3 separate regions of the Mus musculus genome follow, and regions 1 and 3 are each linked to region 2. The links are chromatin contacts, called in public HiChIP or PLAC-seq and promoter capture Hi-C maps. All regions are on one chromosome and are shown on one strand. Each heading gives the region's core, a stretch centred on a gene start, on an enhancer-like site or on the middle of the called end of the contact. The rest is flanking DNA. Distances are from core to core; before and after follow the strand shown.

What was found. Promoter capture Hi-C pulls out the DNA fragments that hold promoters and counts their contacts. HiChIP or PLAC-seq counts read pairs in DNA pulled down with a chosen protein or histone mark.
Region 1: a contact with region 2 is called in an H3K27ac HiChIP or PLAC-seq map of large pre-B cells, with 6 times the contacts expected there. The contact joins the promoter of Eomes here to the promoter of Tgfbr2 in region 2. A contact is called at or near these places in 1 of 39 promoter capture datasets (cranial neural crest) and 1 of 115 datasets of contacts at active chromatin or transcription factors (large pre-B cells).
Region 3: a promoter capture Hi-C map of liver shows a contact between it and region 2, with 5 times the contacts expected there. The contact joins the promoter of Golga4 here to the promoter of Tgfbr2 in region 2. A contact is called at or near these places in 2 of 39 promoter capture datasets (hippocampal neurons and liver) and 1 of 115 datasets of contacts at active chromatin or transcription factors (large pre-B cells).

What each region holds. Positions count from the first base shown.
Region 1 is chr9:118,476,046-118,479,615 of GRCm38.p6, forward strand. It overlaps Eomes (eomesodermin), which reads left to right and starts at 2,144. Exons shown (of 6, transcript NM_010136.3): 1 at 2,144-3,501. The coding sequence starts at 2,615. It overlaps Gm33408 (a long non-coding RNA gene), which reads right to left and starts at 2,603. Exons shown (of 5, transcript XR_871338.1): 1 at 2,515-2,603.
Region 2 is chr9:116,173,698-116,177,228 of GRCm38.p6, forward strand. It overlaps Tgfbr2 (transforming growth factor, beta receptor II), which reads right to left and starts at 1,666. Exons shown (of 8, transcript NM_009371.3): 1 at 1,247-1,666. The coding sequence starts at 1,340. It overlaps Gm40582 (a long non-coding RNA gene), which reads left to right and starts at 1,947. Exons shown (of 3, transcript XR_871320.3): 1 at 1,947-2,039; 2 at 2,214-2,322; 3 at 3,014-3,531.
Region 3 is chr9:118,504,226-118,507,979 of GRCm38.p6, forward strand. It overlaps Golga4 (golgi autoantigen, golgin subfamily a, 4), which reads left to right and starts at 2,093. Exons shown (of 24, transcript NM_018748.3): 1 at 2,093-2,332. The coding sequence starts at 2,261.

The sequences.
Region 1 (3,570 bases), core at 894-3,393, 2.3 Mb after region 2:
CTCTTGTTTTTGATTCTTTTTGGATTTATCTTTATTTCTGTAAAATGTGTCAGAAATCGGATGAAAGTGTATTTACTGAGGTGGGGTTCCAGGAATCCGTTCAAATTCTAGTTACACAGATTGAATTACACCGAGTTAATAATTTGATGGCACTAGAAACGAACCTATGCGCCTTCCTTCATGAGCTTGCTCTAGGGGTAGGATAGAATGAACCCGATTCTGATGTGGTTAGGGAGACAGCTGGTCTGAGTTACTTGCGCCAGAGTGGGTCTGAACGGTGCCCGTTGCCTGTGTGGCACTGTGCCACGCCAGCGTTTCCCCGGTCTCTTCAAAGTATTTTGAAGGGACCTTACTTCTGGCTGTGTTATAATACAAAACTGACATATAACTTCAGTCACCCCATCTGCAGATAACGTGAGATTCAGTCTCACACCTACATCTCCCTCAGACATCCTGCAGCTCAGGGCCAGGCTAACGAAGACTCCAGGTTGAGTCCCCAGCGCAGTGAGGCCCTTTTCTTGGAACTCGCATCCCCCTTGTGGAATCCTCACGTTCAATATCTCGCACCCTTTGAGGGGAATAAAAATTAATCCCAAAGGCTTCGCTGCATCAAAACAAAACAAAAACATGCGGGACGGAGCCCGAGACCAAATCGGAGCTGGGATCTCTGGACTGATCGCGCAGGATGTCAGCCCGAGTTCTCTGAGCCAAAATTGACAAGGTTGTTGTTCCAAAACACTTGAAAAGCTTTGCGAGCGCCCAAGACCCACTACGCTATTCTATCAAAACCCCACACAGCATCCAAGTCCATGAAGGATCGCTCCACTCCCTAACACGGGCGTGCCCACGTTCGTGATTCGCGGGGTTTGGACCCAGGTTGGAAAGCTTCGCGCGGATCTGCTGCTGGCGTCTGAGCGCTTAGCAGATCCCGCGGCCACCTCATCTGTTCTCGGCAAAAGTTTCCCGTGTGATCGCATTGGGTTGGGGGAAGCAGAGTCCCTACATCTCGACCGGAAAATGCGCTCCTGGAGCGACTACTGCAGGCGTCCGTAATTGCTTATTAGAGGAGAATGTACAGGCTTCTCATCGTCAACGAAACGTGTTCCCCCTTCTGTAATAATAAAACAATAAAATATGACGGCCCCGTCCTTGACTGTTTGCGGAAACGCAGGGGGGAAAAACAGGCAGCTGGAGCAAAGGAGCTTAATTCAATATCAAACTGATTATTTCACTAATTATTCTGCCTTCTGTATTGTGCCGCAGAGAGGCGCAGGGAATCTTAACTGCACAGCTGCTAGGGAACCTTTGTGTCTTAGTGTCAGTCCCCACCAAAGATGTTGGCGAAAGCGGGGGCTGGGGGAGGTAGGAAACATCCAGTGTTTAGAAAAAACCGAGCAGAGGGAATTCTGAGTAATGAAAGTGACGGCCTCGGGGAAGCCGGTGTTTTAGCGCGGTTGTAATACTGAGTGTTTGGTTCGTCCGGTCAGGCTCATGTTGGGTCTTCAGAAGCCCACTTCAGAAGCTAGAAGCTGGAGTCTCTGATTCAGACGCGGAATCCTTTTGCCATCTCTGGAATCCCAAAAACTGAACGCGAGGTTTCTCTCCACCAAGTCTTTACGCTAAAAGATGGGACAGGACAAAAAGCGGTTCCTGTGTGCTGAAGGCCAGGAAGTCAGAAGGAGGGTGTGCGCAGAGACTTCGGGTCGCTCTCCAGCCCTCCCCTAGATTTGCACCCCCGGGGACCTGAGCCTTCCTGCGAGCAGGGAGCTTGTAAAGACGCCTTCACGGGCCTCTGGGACCTGCCAAACTAGACCCGAACTCAGGAATGATTCCTATGCCGTGGGTAGACCATGTTCGCAGACTTCAAACCCGTTTCTCCGGCGCCATAGAGCCACCGGGTACACCAGGATTGATTCTCAGTGGGATATAGTTCTCCCAAAGACGCTTAAAGAAACACCAAACCAGCAATAACAGCCAAATAAGCTAAGAGAAAATGAAACTCGCAGGCGACCCGATCCAATTAATAAATACTTAATTGAATTAGTGTCACCTCTAACAGCCAATAGCAAAGTCCCCTAGCCATGGGGCTGCGAAGCCCCTCCCTGGCCGCACATATATAAGCAGCCAACCACCGCTCACAAGTTTCCAAGCGGTCAAGTATGCCTAGAGTTTAGCAGAGCCAGCCGAGAGGAAATGGCTGGTTGCTAAATGGGAACTCAGAGCTAAGTCCTCTTCTTCCTTAGTGTGAGTGTAGGGGTCCTGAGAGGTTAGACAAGGAGGGAAGGAAGAAAAGAAGGAAGGAAGGAAGGAAGGAAGGAAGGAAGGAAGGAAGGAAGGAAGGAAGGAAGGAGAGAGACACCTACAACCCGGGGTTTGTTTTCTTGCGGAAGGAAAGGGGCACCTACAATCCCGAGTTTGTTCCCTTGAGGGAAGGACGCTAAATTGGGCGCGCGCTGAAGCCGCCCCGCAGGTCCGCAGGTGGGTAGCCTAGGCGAGGGAGGAAGGGGACATTACCTTCCCCTCGGAAGAGGGCGCTGGCTCCCCCAACTGGCCTTTATAACCAGGCCGCGGGAGGCGAGGAGGCAGCCGGTTGCCGTCTGCGATTCGCTAAAGCATGCAGTTGGGAGAGCAGCTCCTGGTGAGCTCGGTGAACCTGCCCGGCGCGCACTTCTACTCGCTGGAGAGTGCTCGCGGAGGAGGAGGAGGAGGAGGCGGAGGAGGAGGGGGAGGCGGAGGGAGCGTCAGCCTCCTCCCCGGTGCTGCCCCCTCGCCCCAGAGGCTGGACTTAGACAAAGCGTCCAAGAAGTTTCCGGGCAGTCTCCCGTGCCAGGCGGGGAGCGCAGAACCCGCAGGCGCCGGCGCGGGGGCCCCCGCGGCCATGCTCAGTGACGCGGACGCTGGGGACACCTTCGGGAGCACCTCGGCGGTGGCCAAGCCCGGGCCCCCGGACGGCCGCAAGGGCTCCCCGTGCGCGGAGGAGGAGCTGCCCTCCGCCGCCACCGCCGCGGCCACCGCGCGCTACTCCATGGACAGCCTGAGCTCCGAGCGCTACTACCTCCCGTCGCCGGGACCGCAGGGCTCCGAGCTCGCCGCGCCCTGCTCGCTCTTCCAGTACCCGGCGGCGGCCGGAGCAGCCCACGGACCCGTGTACCCCGCGTCCAATGGCGCGCGCTACCCCTACGGCTCCATGCTGCCCCCCGGTGGATTCCCCGCCGCCGTGTGCCCGCCCGCGAGGGCGCAGTTCGGCCCCGCTGCGGGTTCGGGGAGCGGCGCTGGTAGCAGCGGCGGTGGTGCCGGCGGTCCTGGCGCCTATCCCTACGGCCAGGGTTCTCCGCTCTACGGGCCATACGCCGGAACCTCAGCGGCCGGGTCTTGTGGAGGATTGGGGGGCCTAGGGGTGCCTGGCTCCGGCTTCCGCGCCCACGTCTACCTGTGCAACCGGCCCCTATGGCTCAAATTCCACCGGCACCAAACTGAGATGATCATCACCAAACAGGGCAGGTGAGTGCAGGGTGGAGGGACCCCAGGCGCCTGGTTGTCCGCACACTGCGGGCTCTGCTTAGGGTGTTT
Region 2 (3,531 bases), core at 416-2,915:
CCCAAGCCAGCTTTAAGGGCCTGGGTTAACATGAGAGACAGTTGACCTTTCTGGAACTGCACTTCAATGGAAACCAACGACACGAACGCGGACTTTATGAAGCAACAGGACTAAAACCTGTTAGGATTTTTGCTGTTTCCCTTTGTGTGGCTCTTCCCTTCTGAAATGGTCCACTGCTGTTTGCAACACGATCCAAAACTCTTAAATCACCTCAACTACCGATGTCTGCAACGAGCTCTCTTGCACCCTACTTCCGCGCTCCCCAACACACACACACACACACACACACACACACACACACACACACACACGGCCACCGCAATCTCTGCATTTCACCCCAAATCGACCCTGGCCATCCTCTTAGTTACTAGGGAAGGTCATGGAAAGCCAGTGATGAAAAGAGTGTAAACTTTCACAAACTGAACCACTGCATTGTACAGTAGGGAAAACTGAGGCCCAGAGTCATGTGACTTGCCCAGATCGTGGCCCTAACTCTAACTTTAGAGTTAAAATGCCAGATTTTAAACTTTCCAAGCAAACCCTTAGGAAGGAGCCCTAGAGCCTGCTTTTCTCCCTTAACTAACCCCTGCGATGGGACCTGGAGGACAACCTGGGTTAGGTGTTTCCATTGAATAGTAGCTGCTGAGATCTTTCATTCCAGGCAGCATCCCTATAGTCCATCACTTAGTAGGCATGCACTAGATTTTTCTCAGCCATCAACCTGACCACCCTCACTGGGTCCTCATCCCGGCAGGCCAGGAATCAGCGAGGATAGAGATCAGTTCTCTTCTCTAACTTGTATCCAGTGAGTCACGGCCCAGAATCCCTCCCGAGATGGCAAAGCTGAGGACTGAGAGTCTGGCTCAGTCGCGGTGTCTAGGGCAGTAAGCGGCCCAGGTGTGCAGCAGCTGGGCGTCCAGTCCCCTGCCGATGCTCCTCCAAGTTCCAACTTCTTAAACTTCCCTTTCCGGGGCTCCAGGCCCCTCGCGGCCGACCTGGCCTTTCGTGCGCGCACAAAGGGGGTCAGGAGCGTCCCCAAGTCCCCTGCAAGTGGACTGTCCTGCTCTTTTGCGAGAGATCTTGCCCGGATCCCCGCGGGCCTGAACCGACTCGGGCCGCTACAAACTTCCCGTTTCCGCTCTCGCACCGGGTCCCGCGGCCGACTGTCAATCGCTGCCCTGGGGGCTGGAGGAGGAGCGGGGAGCCCCAGTGAACCCCCAGGGTCGCGCCCTGGCCACTCACTCACCCGACTTGGGAACGTGCGGCGGGATCGTGCTGGCGATGCGCGTCCACAGGACGATATGCAGCGGCCACAGGCCCCGGAGCAGCCCCCGACCCATGGCAGCCCCCGTCGCTCGTCATAGACCGGCCCCTGGTGCGCCACGAACCGAGCCTCGGGGACCCCGGGCTGCGCCTTTACTCCTCGCCCTCTCAGGATGCGGGCCAGATGTGGCCGGCGATCCCCGGAGCTCGGAGGCCCGGAGGAGGCCCCCGGCGGCCGAGGAGAGCTGAGCAGGAGGCTGGGGCTCCGTCCCCCAGGCGAGCGTGTGCGCGCGCGGGGGGTGTCGTCGGTCGGTGCGCGCGAGTGACTCACTCATCAACTTTACCCGGGCGCCGAGAGGGAAACAGGAAACTCCTCGCCAACAGCTGGGCAGGACCTCTCGCCGCCGGAGAGCCTTCCAGCTCCGGCCCTCTCCTCCAGCTTCCAGCCCTCGCCTTCCTCCGGCCGCCAATCAAGGCCGCTGGATTGGACCTTGCCTGGACTCTACAAACTTTTAGCTGCCCACTCCCAGCGCTCCCACGCAACCCCCACCCCGCCAAGTCTGGGCTCCAAGTTCAAACTCAGAAGTGACTAAGCGCACTTTTCGCAAAACAAGCTCGAAAGTGGTGTAAACCACTTTCCTTGATACACCTCCAGGCACCCCCACACCTTCTAGGCATTACTCCCAGGGGCTTCATAATTCCATTGAGACCCAGGAGAGAGCTCTGAAATGTAGCTTCAGAGTCCCGAACACGTTGCTTCCCCTAATAAAATAAAGGTAAGCACTTCTTCACTAGAGCTTAGTTTCAGTTTTATGTACATGCATGTGTGATCACGTTGTAAAGGACTGTTTTTTACTGTGGAACAAAATCCAGGAGTTTGTCTCAGAGTTTAATGTGCGTATTAATCACGTTGGGTTGTGAATTTAGCTAACCTGCAGGTTCTGGTTCAGTAGGTCTGAACCCAGAGTGTCTGCATGTCTAATGAGCACCTGGGTAGAGCCTCCCATTGGAAGGACCGTTTCCTGGGCGTGGTTTGCTGGGTGAAGCTCTGTGATCAAGGTAGGGCTGATATTTTCAGGGTGTTGCCTCTAAGAAACTAAAGAAATTAAAGTATGTTTGGGGCCAGACGATGATGGCACACGTGGGCGGGTCTCTGTGAGTTCAGGGCCAGCCTATTATACAGAGTGAGTTCCAGGGCAGCCAAAGCTATACTGTCTGGGAAAACAAACAAACAAACAAACAAAAACCCAAAAAACAACAAAAAAAAGTGTCTTTGGTGGTGGAGTCTGCTTTTCAATGATCGCTCTTCGATAAGATAATTCGAGTAAGGAGAGAAAATACTTGGCTGGAGGTAGAAAGGCTATCAGTAGGAAGACCCATCAAAATTTCCATTCTTTCTGGGGTGACCATGTTTTCCAGAGACAATCTCTACAGTGTGTGTGTGTGCGTGCGCGCGTGCGCCTGTCTGTGTGCAGCACGGCCTGTTTTTTTGTTTTTGTTTTTTTGTTTTTTTGGTTTTTGAGACAGGGTTTCTCTGTATAGACCTGGCTGTCCTGGAACTCACTCTGTAGACTAGGCTGGCCTCGAACTCAGAAATCTGCCTGCCTGCCTCTGCCTTCCAAGTGCTGGGATTAAAGGCGTGTGCCACCACTGCCTAGCTGCCTGATTTGTTTTTAAGGGTTCATTTTACTGTATGTGTGAGTACCTTGCTTTCATGTCTGTATGTGCATCATGTGCATGCCTGTTGCAGAAGCTATAAAAGGACATAGAACCTTCTGGAACTCGGGTCACCCAAGGCGGCACAAGCCACGCATCCAGGAGGTGACTATGTGAGTGCCGGGAACTGACTCTGGGTCTCTGTAGAAACTGCACATGTTCTGCATCTCAGAGCGGCCTCTCTAGTTCCCTGCCTCAAATGAGCTTCCCACTGATCCTGGAGATGGAAGATGAGCTAGACCAGCTAGTCACCAACCCAGACATCCTCCTGTCTCTGCTTCACCAGTACTGGGGGTTCAGATGCATCTGTGCCAGCTCTGTATGTATGTGTGGGGGTGTGTGTATATGTATGTGCACATCTGAGTGTGAGCTCATGCACATATGCTGAGGGTAAATTTGTTAAAATTGGATTTCTGAGTTTTTGATTCAGCACCAAACACTGCTTCTGGATGCACCTTCTAGGAAAAGGTCATCTTTTATCCAAAGAGTTCTTGTCTCGTGCATCTGGTGAGAGAATGCATGGATAGACAGTAGGAGGGTGCGCGCTGCTCA
Region 3 (3,754 bases), core at 843-3,342, 2.3 Mb after region 2:
TGGTAGAGTTCAGCTGTGAGCCTGTTTAGTTCTGGGCTTTTCTTTGTTGGTGGACTCTGCTACTGTGTGTGAGGGAGAATTGTGGAGATCAGCCACATCTGGACAGCCCTCACATCTGGACAGCCCTCACATCTGGACAGACCTTGTTGGGCTACCCAGGCCACGGTCTGTCAGTCAGACTAATACATCCCATGTGTCTATATATCCACTCCATTGGCTCTGCTCCTTTAGAGAAAGAACTCTGACCCAAACACTGCCCATCTCTAGTTTTATTCATGTGGAATCACCCCATTGGTTATTTTTGCTAGAGTATTTCTGTTTGCTTGTTGTTCTTGTTTTTTTGTTTGCTTGTTTGCTTGTTTGTTTGACACGGTTTCTCTGTCTTAGCTTTGGCTGTCCTGGAATTCACTCTGTAGACCAGGCTGGCCTCAAACTTAAGAAATCCAAGTGCCTCTGCTTCCTTAGTGTTGGGATTAAAGTTGTGCACCACCACCACCGCCATCTGGTTAAAATGTAAGCTCTCATAACCTTTCCTGTAAGCAATTCTGTGGAGGCATTGTCTTGTTTAATGATTGATAGTGTGAGGGTCCAGCTTAATGTGGGTGGTTCTACCCCAGGTAGGTGGTGTTGGGTTGTATAAGAAAGCAAGCTGAGCGATCCACTGGGAACAGGACAGCAAGCACCACTCCCCCTTTGGCTCTGCTTCAGTTCTTGTCTCCAGCTTTCTGACTTGAATTCTTGCAGGCAAACTAAGACAAGGTAGTATATATGCCCAGAGACAGGACTCCTTCACTTAGGTTTTTGACTACGAATCTCCTCCTCTGGCATGTGACTGGCATTGGAAGTCTTGTGGGACTGAGGCCTAAACCTGTGGATCTGGTTTTCTCTGTCTCTCTGTCTCTCTCTCTGTCTCTGTCTGTCTCTGTCTGTCTCTGTCTGTCTCTGTCTGTCTCTGTCTCTGTCTCTGTCTCTGTCTCTCTCTCTCTCTCTCTGAGTCAGGGTGTCCCTATGTAACATAGGCCCATCTGGCCTGGAACTCGGAGATCACCTGGCCTCAGCCTCCCAGGTGCTGGGATTAAAGGTGTACACCCCCATGCACCAGTTCTTAATGTTCTGTTCAAAGAATCAGAACTGAATGGATGCCATCCAGGTAGTAGCTTGTGCAGAACCCAGAGTTTCGAGGTCATATGGGTCTTTGTGAGCAGAGGTTTCAGAAATATTCTATGTTGTGCAAGTGTAGGGGGTTCTCAGCAGATGGAAAAGTCTAGGTAGGGGAAGACAGCTCCTTTGGAGTGCAGCCACAGATATTAAGCACTAAAGGCAGATAATTCTGACTAGGCAGAAAATTGTGCACCTGTAGGCCTCAGCTATTCTGGAGGCAGGAAAATCACTTTAGTTAACAAATTCAAGGCCAGTCTGCCTAATTCAGCCAGACTATTTATGTTTGAGACAGGATCTCACTGTAGCTCAGACTGGCCTTAAATTCATATAGGCAAGAATGACCTTGAACTTCTCGTCCTACTGCTTCTACCTCTGGATGCTGGGATTACAGGTATACACCATCACACCCAGTTTATGCGATGCTGAGGCTAGAGCCAATCCTTCCTGCATATGCTAGGTAAACAAACGTTCTACACCCTCAGCCCCAGATTTTCTCTTTAAACCAACCAACCAACCAACCAATGAACCAATGAACCAACGAACCAACTAGCTGGCCAACCAGCGAACCAACTAGTCATCTATACCATCCAACCCACTATCCAAAAACCTTTCGAGAGAATTCTAAACGATCGTGCCACACGACACTGAATACACTTCTGCATTCCTAGCTCTATCCTCTCTCACCCCAGCCTTCTTCACTGTGGTGCTCAGTGGTGGGATGCTCCCTATTTGACAGCACAGCTCCAAGACTCCCGCTAGAGTCAGCGCAGACGCCACTGTGCACGCGCGTTCACCCGCACCGCCTCCATATTGTCCGCCGCGGCGCTCCGTAGCAAGCCCCTGGCAAGCTCCACGTCGACCGCGCAGGCGCCCGGGGCGCGTTCACCTGCTGCCGTTGTCGCCGCCGCCGCCGCCGCTGACGGGGCTGGATGGGGGGCCGAGGCCAGCCAGGGGCACCCAGAAAGAAGAGACGCGGCGGCGGCGACGCCGACACCCGCACGACGAGCGCCCCGAGGTGCCCGCCAGCTCCACAGGAAGGCGGCGAGGCCCGGGCCCGGCCGCCCCGCGGGTAGAGACGCTGCCGGCCCCTCGCCGCGCCATGTTCAAGAAGCTGAAGCAGAAGATCAGCGAGGAGCAGCAGCAGCTGCAGCAGGCGTTAGCCCCTGCTCAGGTACGTCGTCCCCCTGCGCCGAGGCCCGGGAAGCGGGCGAAAGTTCCCCATGACCTTTGACCTCCGCCCCAGGAACACCCCCCCCCCCCAAACCGTAGCCCTGGAAGGTTTGGGACCACCCAGCCGGTGTAGGAACCCTGGCCTGGTTTCTCCCAAAACTCCGTCCCTGTGCAGGGTGACGGGACCGGTCGGGACATTTGACTTCGGAGTTTCCCCTCTAAGGACCGACCCGGTCTGACAGATGGGTGCGATGGGTTCGGGTCCTGCGTGGGGAGCTTCTCTCGCCCGTCAGAGACCCTGACTCTAGAGTGGTGACGGGGGCGGGGCAACCCAGATCCTTTGTGATATGTGACCTCTGCCCTCTGCCCCATATATGACCAATGTCCTCTGGGTTCCCTGGACATCGCACCCGGAATGACCAGGTCCCTGTAAGTCTCCTGCTTCCAAACCCTGATCGAGGCAGAGAGTCGAGCCTGCCCGGGCCAGGCTGCTCGCAGGAGCCGAGGGCGGCGGTCCAGCGACCAAGCCTGTCACGAGTTAGTCACTTCGTGTAACTTGGGTGATGGCGGACAGGGCTCAGGGGCAGACACTGAACGGGACGGGCACCGAGCCTGTCAGCAACCGGGCTCTTGCATCTTTTCTGGAAGGTCGTTGCTTTTTAAGGGAGTATGGTTTCGGGCTGGGAAAAGGGGGCGTGTTCGTGTTAGAAACAAACTACCCCTCTCCAGCACTCAGGGTGTGAAGGACGGGAGGGGAGGGTTTCTGCTGAATCTCTCCCCAGTCTCCCTGAATATCAGTAGATTGAACACGAACGTCTTTTCTTTTATGGTTAGAAACCTGGAAAGCCCATGGCTCAAGAAAGGTCGTAGTTTGGCTAAGTGGGAAGCAGTTTGGGTGTTTAAATATAACGACCCAGCATTCTGTTTCTAGAAACATAGTCTGAGAAGATTTAGGATGCAAAAACATTTAGTTACACGATTTCTTTTTTCTTGTGTGCGCGCGTGGGCAGGTGGCAGCCAGAAGACAACCATGGTGTCGTCATTCCTCATCCCTCGGGCTTTATTCTTTTTATTTTACTATTTAAAAAAGATTTCTGGATTTCTTTATGTGAGTGTCTTGTCTGTCTGTATGTCTGTACACTGTGTGAGGCCAGAAGATAGTGTTGGATCCCAGGGAACTTGTCATGCATGGTTGAACCATTATGTGGGTTGGTCCTCTGCAAGAGCAACAATTGCTCTTAACCTCTGAGCCATTTCTCCAGCACACCCCCTGGCCTGGAACTCACCAAATAGGCTGGGCTCAATGGCCAGCAGGCCGAGGGAATCCACCTTTCTGCCTCCTGAGCACTGGGGTACAAGAGTGTGCCACCACAGCTGTCTTTTTTAACCTGGATTCTGAGATGGAAACTCAGGCAAGCATTTT